Linked DNA regions of Zea mays: region 1 is linked to region 2. Evidence: chromatin contacts called from public Hi-C data. All regions are on one chromosome and are shown on one strand. Each heading gives the region's core, a stretch centred on a gene start, on an enhancer-like site or on the middle of the called end of the contact. The rest is flanking DNA. Distances are from core to core; before and after follow the strand shown.

What was found. A called contact is a pair of places that touch in the nucleus more often than the background predicts.
Region 1: a contact with region 2 is called in a Hi-C map of leaf, with 7 times the contacts expected there. The contact joins the promoter of LOC100383152 here to the promoter of LOC103632136 in region 2. A contact is called at or near these places in 4 of 25 Hi-C or Micro-C datasets (ear, leaf and tassel).

Annotation. Positions count from the first base shown.
Region 1 is chr7:22,144,442-22,150,311 of Zm-B73-REFERENCE-NAM-5.0, reverse strand. It overlaps LOC100383152 (Glycerol-3-phosphate dehydrogenase [NAD(+)] 2 chloroplastic), which reads left to right and starts at 3,361. Exons shown (of 8, transcript NM_001361949.1): 1 at 3,361-3,696; 2 at 3,799-3,935; 3 at 4,487-4,592; 4 at 4,670-4,871; 5 at 5,417-5,504. The coding sequence starts at 3,409. It overlaps LOC100282880 (ribosomal proteinS12 (homolog)), which reads left to right and starts at 189. Exons shown (of 5, transcript NM_001155786.2): 1 at 189-265; 2 at 351-399; 3 at 1,132-1,423; 4 at 2,125-2,190; 5 at 2,289-2,574. The coding sequence starts at 395. The coding sequence ends at 2,348.
Region 2 is chr7:21,958,155-21,964,229 of Zm-B73-REFERENCE-NAM-5.0, reverse strand. LOC103632136 (ethylene-responsive transcription factor ABI4) reads left to right here and starts at 2,684. Exons shown (of 1, transcript XM_008653974.4): 1 at 2,684-4,715. The coding sequence starts at 3,477. The coding sequence ends at 4,400.

The DNA of each region.
Region 1 (5,870 bases), core at 2,112-4,611, 190 kb before region 2:
CACAAGAAAGTTAACCATGCGCGGCAGTCGCCGAACCTCAGCACGGCCGTTGCTGCACACGGCTTTACGGCCTCAGATGGCGAGGAGAGCTGCTCGCTCGGACTAATAAAGGCCCATACAGGTCCGGCTATATTTAGCCCACAAAGGCCTATACAGGCCTGGCTCGACGAGCCGGCAGCCCGGCACTTATAATTCCGCCTTCTCCCACCTGTCTCACACCCTCTAGCCAAAACCCTAGCAGCCGCCCGGTGCTCCCTCTCTGCAGGTGGCGGCGCGCTCCCCTCGCCTCGTTTGTTCTTCCTCCCGTCTCCCTCACTAATCGCTACTGACTTTTCTCTTGCCTGATCCAGATCTCCCTTCGCAGCCGCCGAGGAACCCCTTCACAGCGCGGAAGATGGCGTAAGTCTCCCAACCGATATCTTTTCCATGCTCGTTTCAGGGATCTTGGTCCGGTTAGCGAAATTTTAGTTCCGGATTGGTATGACGCTAGAATCGTTCTGCTTGATGCGTGTTTTCCGTAATTGTTACGGGTAGGGGTACCAATATACTAATAGCTCGGTAGATTAGTTGCGCTACTATTGGGATGAAATGATTATCCTGCTACTATGCTGTCTTCCCTGGGCCAAACTTGGTAAAGGCATGTTCATCACTATTTGTGCTCTGGAATCTAAGTGCATTCGTAACACATTGTTGGATCAAAAGTGTGCAATTCAAGCTTCCAATGTTTTCATGCTAAATGTCCTGCTGACCAAACCGAACTGAGGTTTTGATGGTTAATTGTGTTGTTAGTTAGGTGTATTTTTCTGTGGTTTGCGTTATCTATGTACTTAATTGAGAGATGAATGTTTCTGTCTCAATTGATTGTTGTTATTAATTTATCATCATCATCAGCATATCAAAGACTGTAAAAACGAACCTCACTTTATATGCTTTTAAGTTCTGCTGGCTTCTTACCTATGTCCTGTTGCTTATTAAGCACTAGAGCCTCCCAATTACTGAGTACTACTAGTATTGAAATGTTTCATCTTGGTGCGGTATATGTTGATACTCATCTAGCCTTTGCAAAATTGTTTGTTATAGTTATTGCTTTTTGCTCCTGCATTGTCAATTCACCAAATTCTGGTTTGGCAGTGAACAGGAGGCCCCAGTCGCGGTTGAGGCACCAACCCCAGTTCTTGGGGAGCCTATGGACTTGATGACTGCTCTGCAGCTCGTGATGAAGAAGTCAAGTGCTCATGACGGTCTTGTGAAGGGTCTCCGTGAGGCTGCCAAGGCCATCGAGAAGCACGCCGCTCAGCTTTGCGTGCTTGCTGAGGACTGTGACCAGCCAGATTACGTCAAGTTGGTGAAGGCACTCTGCGCTGAGCACAATGTTCACCTGGTCACTGTTCCTGCCGCTAAGACTCTTGGCGAGTGGGCCGGGGTGAGTTAAGAGTCTCTTTCTCTAAAACTTGTGCTGCTTTTTACATAGTATGATTGTTGCTGCCTATATAGTGTTACTGGATTACTCATTTGAACATTCATTTCATAACTTCCAATGCTTTAAGTTATGCTTGATAGGGGAAAGTTTACTATCGTTTGTAAGAGCATCTCTATGTGTCTTTCTAAAATTTACTTTCTAAATCATCATTTAGAGTCATTTGAATAAAAATAGTTTTCTATATATTTTTATTCTTCAACATCTTTTCTTTATCTTATGTACACTCTAGAGAGATATCCTCACCATCCATATTTGACTAGCGAGAAGTGCTGAACAGAGGATGGCTATATTTAGATATCCAGTTAGAGAAGCTATTGGACGGTGTATTTCTTCACCACAATCTGTGTTCCTTCTAAGGCTGTCTCCACTAGCCTCCCTATACCACTCCCTTTTTCAAACTCTACTCTGCAAGCAGTGCAGTCTACAGTGCAAAATGATGTTCTGCATGGCCATATGCACGCTCTTCTGAGCACGGCCTAAGGATATATAATCTCTTGGAGTTGCTTTAAATGTCAAGCCTTTACATTTTCTTTTTAGTCCTTTAAGACATGTTTCAATTTTCTAGAGCATGCCATTTTCCACTATGCTGTGCAGTATGAACTTGCACCTTGATCATAACAGCCTCCACTTATGCCCCCTTGCAGCTTTGCAAGATTGACTCTGAGGGCAAGGCAAGGAAGGTTGTAGGCTGCTCCTGCGTCGTCGTCAAGGTAGCATATCAATCACCTACGTTCCTACTAACAAATAATTATTTTGGTTTACCTTAGGCAGGTGACATGACATTCCACTGTTTCGTTTCAATTATCAGGACTACGGTGAAGAATCTGAGGGCCTTAACATAGTGCAGGAGTATGTCAAGTCGCACTAGATGTGTGACATGTTTCAGTGATACTCTTGATTTGGACCTGGGCTTAAAATTATGCTTTTGCATCTGGGGCTTGCCTAGGAGATTAGAACATTTTACTAGAAGAGCCGAAGAGGATATGTATGAACAATTTGGACATCTGAATTTTTTTTGTTTATGGTGCTGTCGTCTGGTTTTAATGCAAATCATGAAGAGCCGAGTTTATTCTTGATTTGTGTTTACCTTTTTACTCATGTTTCTATACCCATATCCCATTGGCTTATGGAAATCTGTTTTGTGCCGTGTGGCAAATCAAATCATACTTGAACTGCAATTTCCTGAAACTGGAGGATGAAAGCAGAAGGAAACTGTCGGAGTCGCCAGACAGTGTAACATGCGATAGTAGAGTAGCATTTTTTTTGTTTTTTTTTTTTTTTTGCTGCTTGCCTGAGCCTGACCATACTTGCCGCACCCGCACTACATGTTAGCCATTTTCAGCCGATTCTTAGAAATTGAAGACAATTAAACAAGCTCATACTTCAAAAAATTCATTTCCCCCTTTTTCTAATGTACATTCTGTCTAGTCTCCCTTGTTTCACTACCAGTGAGCAGCAAAATGTTTGTTAGCTTCTCCTTTAAAGTTTTGCACTAGAGAACCATGCCAAACAAGCTAGAGAAGTCGATAGTTGTGTTCAAAATGAAATGTCTCGCGTTTGAATTTGTGTTGTCCACGAGTTCGAAACCGAACGTGCCCTAATCTTCACCACCGTGGTGGGTGTGCGTCCATTACTCTTACCAAACCCATCATGTGCCTCCAAGCATCTTTCTTCTAAACCCATCAAAGTATCAAACTGTACTGTTGTACCTGGCGCGCAGTTGGAAACCCTACCAAAGGAGCAGTTCACGAGGACGAAAGACAACGTGTCGTCATTGTATTGGCCGGAAGACTCCAAATCGCTCGAGCGTCGAGCCGAGTGGAATGAAGAAAGAGTGAGAAGCAGCACAAGGCGGGAAGCCGGGAACGGATAAGATAACAATCAACAAACAACAAGCCCGCGCGAGACTGTTCTTTCTCCATTTCCCAATGGCCGCCGCCGCCGCCGTCTTCTTTCCCTCCACCCCGAATCCTCGGCACCGCCTCGCCGCCGCCGCCCGCCGCCCTCCACCCAGCTTCACCGGCGCCACCGACGCCGTGCCGCTACCGGAGGACGAGGACTCCAGCGACGACGATGCCGACGACGACGGCGCGCCACGCAGGAGCGGGCGCAGGGACCGGCGCCGCGCGGTGCGCGTCGCGTGGGAGAAGCTAGTCCGGTGGTCCCGCTCCTGGCGCCGCCGCAACCGCAGCGACGTCCTCGAGACCACGCGCAAGGTAGACTCGCTCGCACCCTCTATGTGTGGGCTTGGGAGGGTCGCTTCTTCCTTTGCTGGATCTGATCGAGAGGGGCTGCATGGCGAGTCTTTGCTTTTTCAGGTGGTGGTTCTCGGGGGCGGGTCGTTCGGGACGGCCATGGCCGCTCACGTGGCGGCCAAGAAGGCCGATCTCGAGGTGGCCATGCTGCTCAGGGACGACCACATCTGCCGGTCCATCAACAACGCACATGTCAATTGGTTGGTAACCTCTGCTGCCTTTGTTTTCTCGATCCATGAGGTAGAATAGCACTTAAAAATCATCTCGAACGAATAGATGCTCAGATTATCCACGAACAGGGCACGTTGTCTGATGACCTTAGTGACCTAGTGATATCATCCTGTTATTATTATGACCAATTAGGCAATGCCACGTTTCCGGTTTGGAAAACTAGTTTTATTTGCTGTGTGCATTTAGCCGTTAGCATACATCAATTTGTGCTGCATCCTATTTGCATTCCTCAGAATACATGCGTCCTGATGAGGCCATCCCCGAACAACTTGCACTTGTTCTCTGCCTGCTCACGGCAAGTAATGTCGGTTTGTACATACGGAAGGTGCTGTAGGGTCGCGCTCTATAGGCCGATTTGGTACTGTACTTTCCATCTTTGGTCCACTTCCATATGATTTTATTTTATCATCTAAATCCGACTTCAGATGCACATCTTATATGCATACCCAGAGAGTGGCCTCATCATGAAACTGTTTTCGGTGAATGTATCTCAATTGCAGCTTCTGGCTTTTTACTGCAGCAAGTACTTATCAGAACACAGATTGCCAGAAAATATCGTCGCAACAACTAGTGCTGCTGATGCTTTAGCAGGAGCTGATTTCTGCTTCCATGCTGTTCCGGTTCAGGTATTCACGGTTCTTCACGAAGCATTATGCTCGTTGCTGACATTTAGTCCTCTTGACTCTCTTACTTTTTGTGGCAGTTCAGTTCATCCTTTCTTGAAAGTATTTCAACACATGTTGATCCAAAGTTGCCATTCATATCACTTAGCAAAGGGCTGGAACTCAATACCCTTCGGACAATGTCTACAATCATCCCACGAGCATTGGGAAATCGCCGCCAACCGTTTGTTGTTCTGTCAGGACCATCATTTGCTGTAGAGTTAATGAACAAATTGCCTACAGGTCTGTTGATATCATTAATATTGTTAACCTGCTGTCACTTTTTTTTCAAGCTTAATGTTGATGCTGAGTTATTTGTACCTGTATTCCTTTGAACTTCTTCACATATCTATATATGAAAGAACAAACGATGGGTTTGAAGACACCAAAACAACCCTATAACAATCAGAAAATTCCGAGAAAAGAAAAGAAAACGAATTCCAACAAACTCTCAATAATCAAGAGCGGAAACAGAGCTTCTGCACTACTTATATTTTTTGGTCCAGTTTTTGCTGTATGTTGTATGGCAAATGCAACTGTAATTTTAGCTACTGTTTTTTTTCTTCTTCTTGAAAACATAACAAAAAATGGCGTGAGCTGTATTTGTAACCATTGGTATCAGAATGGTACAACAAATACAACTGTATTTTAAAATCCAGCTATGCAATTGTGCAAGCTATTCCTCTAGTGTTTGATGCTCACTAGTCTTTGAATTTCTTTCTTTCATCAAGCACTTGGAATCTCTCAATTTGGACTGAAGTTTATTGTCATTCAACTTTTAATTGTAGCAATGGTGGTGGCATCCAAAGACAACAAGTTGGCAAGTTCTGTTCAACAACTGTTAGCATCCCCAAATTTGAGGATAAGCACATCAAGGTAAAATTGCCTAGCTCCATGAGTTCATCACAGAAGATACAACAAGCTACAACTGCACGAATGCAAAAATGCATGCCATGTAGGCTCGTATTTACTAAAACTGAGAAAGAAGATGAGGTGGAAGATGCGTGAACGAAATGAAACACAGATTTTTTTGCTCTTCTTACTATTTGGTTTTTTATGTATGAGAAAGAGAGAAAATTTCTTACAGTTTATATTCAGGGGCATGACAATAGTTTCTGAACTATTAAGACAAGGGAAAAGTGACTGTGTTACTACCTGAATATTCCAGAACATTCAATAATTTGCAACTAGTACGTTCAACAGCTAAGCATAAGAAATAGGTTTCCTTGTTTCAAATTAGTT
Region 2 (6,075 bases), core at 1,435-3,934:
GCGCCCGAGGCTGAACTCGGCTGTTGTCAGTCTTACCCCGGAGGGTGGCACAGCAGTCGGAGCAGGGCAAGCGACGCTGTTTTCCTGTCAGGTCGGTCAGTGAAAGGGCGAAGTAACTGCGGTCACTTCGACCTTGTCGACTGAGACACGCGTGTCAGGATAAGGTGTCAGGCGATCCCCGTATTAAATGTGCATGCGATACGGTCGGTTGGTGAGGCAATTTGGCCAAGGTTGCTTCACAACGAAGCCTGCCCGAGCTGGGCTTCGGACGAGTCGAGGGTGCGCCCACCACCTGAGGAGGTCCTCGGGCGAGGCGTGAATTCGTCCGGGACTACTGTTCCCGCCCGAGGCTGGGCTCGGGCGAGGCGAGATTGCGTCCCTTGGTAGACGAGGCCTTGACCTGAACCGTGTCCATCAGTCTTTGCGGTTTGCGCTGAGGGTGGTTACCAGCCGTGTTTAGGAGTGTTGGGGGTACCCCTAATTACGGTACCCGACAGGTAAAGACGCGCAACCTCTGCAAAGTGTAAAACTGGTATATCAACCGTGCTCACGGTCATGAGCAGCTCGGACCCTCACACGAGTAATTTATGGAACTAAAACTTAGTTTGTCATATGCATTGCATTATGGGTGTTATTATTAATTGTGGTCTCTTATTTATTTGTGTTCGTATCTACTTATACTTAGTAACTGCTAATAAAACTCTGACCAACTTTAAAAGAAAAGCTCAGCTTTAACCCTCTCTTTACACATCACATGAGCCATCACTGTAGTGAGCTCATGCACATTATTCCCCACAACTTATTGAGCGATGAATGTATGTGAGCTCACACTTGCTGTACTCACATCCCCTAGGTCAAGAATAGGTACCGCAGGATGAGTAGCATGGAGGATGTCACGATAAGTTCGTGAGAGGTCTAGGTCGTCGTCTCCTAGTCAATATGGTTTCTGAATCGTCGTCTTCGTATGATGTAATTATTTAATTATTTTGTACAGAACTCATATTATATAGTAAAGATGTGACATTCGTTTCTGTATCATGAGTTATCATATGTGTGAGACTTGATCCTAGCACACATTTGAAACACGCCCGAGTTTGCCCCCTAAATTTGGGTGTGACAATGTTGATCATAAACACCAAAATTCTATAATCAAATAGACAACAATTCATTTTTCTTACAAATTTTATATCTATTATTCAGCTAACAATTTGCTATTAGCTAGGATAAACTAACTAACACATGTAGTAGTTAGGAGGCATAAATTATGTCATGCCTATCACTCAGTTAACCATTACCTGCGACTACAAAAACTAGCTAGCATATCTAATGGTTAGCTAGGTGGATCTGGAAGAGTCCCACATTATTTTCGAAACAAAACAGAACGAGCAATCATTCTCATCATGTGTGTAGTTTTTATTATGATATAATGGGCAGGTATTGGATTTTTCGGTGGCCGAAAATAAGGATGATACGGAAATATGCAATGGACGCTGGAAAATCGCAAATGAGTGAACGATGGCAATGATACCACGAAGTGGAGCCATTGTGAATTTGTCTTATGTTTTGTCTGGTCGCATTCTCCAATATATGTGGATCGAAGTATATTGAAGTGCAACCAAATAAGTTCTGACAAGTTTTTTTTATTAAAAAGACATACCAATGCTAATAGTGTATTGGTCATCAAACTCGTAAGTGAAATTTATATTTTCTTTCAAAACAAACATGAACATCTAGAGAAAATTAAGTACTTTATCCATTATAAAATATAATTTGTTTTAGACTAATCATATGTTCATTACTACGTGATTGGTTGCTCCGCCGAATGCGCTCAGGCTCACCGCGTCCAATTAACCGTGCGGCGCACGTGAATGGTTGCATGCACGCGCACAAGACCAACCTGCACGCTCAGATACAACACAAGTGAAAATGTGCCTGCAGGCCGTCGCGAGCCGGGCGCCCATGAGCCTAGAAACCAATTACGCCACAAGTAGCATATGAATACAATTTACATGTATGTCTATATTTATTATCATTTGAATGAATGTGGACGGAAAAAGTGAGGTAGAATGAATTATATTTTAGCACGGATGAAGTATTATTTTACTGTTATCGAATAACTAAAAACGTGCTAACCATGTTTTGAGAAACTAACGAATGTCCGTACGTTTTTTAAGACGTGCTGATCCCTAACCTTCTTGCACTTAATAATGCTCTTATTTGTGAACTTTTGAGTAGCAAACATTTTTTTTGGTAGTTACAAGCTTGTTAAATGCTTTCTTATAGAGGGTGTGTATGAATATGAGGTTTCTGGAAGAGTTTTTTTTTGGTACCCGATATTTATAGAGAGCCTGTTTGTACTCTATATATTGTATATTAACTATATTTAAGATAGAGAAGCTTAAGATTATCGTCTCTTACTCTCTCCGTTCACAAATGTTTGTCGCCATAGTATTTATGTCTGCCACACTTTTTTAAGTTTATCTAAATTTATAGAATATATTAGCAACATTTGTATTTTCAAATAATCTTAATTCAAGATCTATATAATGATACTAATTATGTGTTGTATATATTAACATTTTTATATAAATATTGTCAAAGTTAAAAGTGATACTCGAAAAGTAAGAACGACTAACATTTGTGAACATAGGGAGTAGCTATTTCTTGTATACGAACTCTAGTATTGAACACAATTCACATGTGTTAAGATATATTAGGGTATAAATTAGTTTAAGTTACACTCTAATCCACTTTAATACATACTCTAATCTACTTTAATATACGTGGATTGAGATCAATGCTAAAGTATTCAAACTAGTTATAAGTGTCCTAATCGTAGTCTTGCTCTTTTTATATAAAAAAACTTTCTTAGAGTTATTGGCCGCGCGCGCGCGCGTTGCCCCTTCTTGTTCCGCAAGTTGAAACCGCCGTCGTCGGGTTGGTTGCTGCCGAGCGAATCCAAACCCAGCTCACTTTGGCTGTTTCTGGAAACGGACCCTGCTTCAACTCGAAACTCATCCCCCCTCACCGGTTTACCCAGTTCGAAATTTGAAACGCACGAATATTCCAGACACCAACCCGAGGGCACTCCCGTCATTCCGCGGTCCCCCTGCTCCCGAAGCGAATATGCCCCACACGGAGACCACCCGGCCACGTGGGCACCTACCGCCCAGAGGAGGAGATTCCTTCCAAGGAACCTCCACCGCGGAATTACCGAAACGCCCCTGCGCTGTTCAACTAATACTTCCCCTCCCCCCTGGCCTCGGCTCCCGTCCGTTCGTCCCCAATTTCCCCTTCGCCTTTGTCTTCCCGCTCCCGTCCCGAAATCCGCCCGCCGATTAAGCTTGCTTGCCCTAGCAGATCGAAGCACTAGCCCTAGCCCTAGCCGAGGAGCGCGCCCATGGCCGCCGCGGTCGTGGGCTGAGGGGCCGCGGCTCTTTGCATGGGGTGAGGAAGCGGCGTCCCGAGGCGCGGGAATGGACCCTAGCCTGAAGGAGGAGGTGATGAAGGCGGTGGAGGAGGCGAGGTCCGCGTCGGTGCCGCGGTGCCGGGTGGTGCGCATCATCGTGCACGACGAGGACGCCACCGACTCGTCCTCCAGCGAGGACGAGGACGAGGACGAGGCGGGGGAGCGCGCCTCGCCGCATCCGGGCTCGCCGTCGGCGTCGGCGTCGGCGGGGAGCGTGAAGCGCAGCCGCGTGCTGCTCCAGTCCGCCGGGTGCGGCGCGGAGGAGGACGAGGAGGAGGAGGAGGGGGAGGGGGCGAGGTTCACGGGCGTGCGGCGGCGCCCGTGGGGCCGGTGGGCGGCGGAGATTCGCGACCCGATGCTCCGCCGCCGCGTCTGGCTCGGTACCTTCGACACCGCCGAGGAGGCCGCCGCGGCCTACGTCGCCGCGCGCCTCCGCATCCGCGGGCCCAAGGCGTCCGGGAGCAACCTGCTCCCGTCCGGTGCTCACGCCGCCGGCTCGCTCCCTCCGCCCGCGCACCGCCCGCCCCTGCCCCCCCGCCCCCCGCCACCGCCTCAGCGGGAGAAGCAGCAGTGCCCGCCACCGCCTCTGCTCCCGCCGAAGAAGCAGCAGTACCCGCCACCGCCTCTGCTCCCGCCGAAGAAGCAGCTGTACCCGCCACCGCTTCCCCTCCCGCCGAAGAAGCAGCAGCACCATCACCCGCCACCGCCTCTGCCCACACTTCCGCCGAAGAAGCGGCTGGCGTCACCGCCTCTGCTGCCCGGAAGCGAGAAGCAGTGGGTCATCTCCTCCCCGTCGGAGCCGCGGTTCGTCCCGCTGCCGGTGTGGGCTCTGATGTCCGGCTCCGGGAAGCGCAAGAAGCGGTCAGGCTGCGGCGGGCGCGTCCCCGCCCTCCACACCCCAGCCGCCGCCGAGGAGACAGGGCGCGCCTGAGAGGCCGAGACGATAGACGACACCATCCCTGCTACTGGTATCCATCCCCTGCTCCTTGATCATGCCAATCTGATGACCGCTCGGTCGATCGATGCTAATGTGAAGAGCCTGTAACCTCTCTGTCTCTCTCTCTCTCTCTCTCTCTCTGATTCATGCAACTGATGATTTGTGTACATATGCTGCTGGTGCTGGAGCCGCAGCAGGTGATGAACTGATCTGTGAAACCTGATGAACTATTCATGTGTAATAAATAAGTATCTGTTGACATTTTTCGACCCGAACAAAACAAGGTTGTTGTTGGCTTGTTGCTGTGGAGATCGCAAGATTGTTGTTCCTTCTGTTTTGACGTCTTGACGGCGTTGGCGGTTCCACTCGGGTCTTCAGACCTGTGATGAACCATCGAGCGGCAGTACAGTACAGAGCGAGCACACGTGCAGGCCTACACTTTTTTCTGTCAGTGCAGCAGTATCTAGCGTAACGTCGTTGCGTCATTGCGTGCCAGCGATCAGTGGTAAAAATGGGCAAATAAAGCAGTAACCGGTACAACAACATAAAGAGAGCAACTCCAACTCCAATATTTTTTTTTAAAAAAAAACTTCCTAAATTCATGTTTAACAAGTTGCTTAATAGCTATTGGAGTAAAAAATAGTTTGGTCTTCAATAGTTACTAATTTTGAATCTAGTGGTGGTATGACGGCCGAGAAGAAGCTTGTGTCACGTGCGTTAGGCCTGGCTGCCTCACTGCGAGGGAAAGGTAAAAAAGCGCGCCGAACCTGGCTATCTCGCTGCACAGGAAAGAAAAAAATGAGCACATGGGTGTGAAGAAATCGACGCCAACTGTGTTTAGGGAGTTTCTATTCGGATGTCAAAACTTGGAGAGTAAATATGGTTGGGAAGCAATTCTATTTAGATAACTATTGAAGAAGCATTTTCCTATTTACTTCTTAAATTTAAGATTTAAGGAGTTTCTTAGAGAATAATTGGAATTGCTATGAGGTCCAACCTTGAGCTTTTTGTGCTACTCCCTCTTCACCAGAGGATTAGATAAAATCCGGTATTTCTATTCTGCATTATACGAGAGACGTACATATACTACCTCCGTCCTGTAAAAAAAACATAGAATTTTAGTTTCGATCTTAAATTGAACTATTAGTTTGGTTAAATTTATAGACAGTTATCGATATTTATGGCATCACATAGACATAATGCGTGCCGAATCTAATGATACTAGTTCGGTAATGTAAATATCATTATTGTTCTTTTTGTACAGGCTTAACAAAACTAGGATAGTTTATAATTTTGTCCTGAACTACTAACGTGTTTGTTTGAACGTTTAAAGTTTATTTCCAAGCTTAATTTTAGTCTAGTTTCCTAGTAAAAAAAAATCATCGCTAAGGCTATCTCCAGCATCTCTCATGGCATAATTCACATCTCCTATTTATTAAACTTTGTTATGTAAGCAATTTTATGCATAACGCAATACAATGTTTTGCATGGCTATATACATGGTGTGCCAGACTTGGCCGCTTTAAGGGTTGAAGACCCCTTAGTTTTGGGACAAAAGTAAAATATGGTGTAGTAGTAGTTATGGAGGAAAAATGACCGCTTCTCTTTTTTTTGTTCTATATAAAATTAGTATCGAATTTCTAGTTCGGATAAGTTACACTCTTGAGTG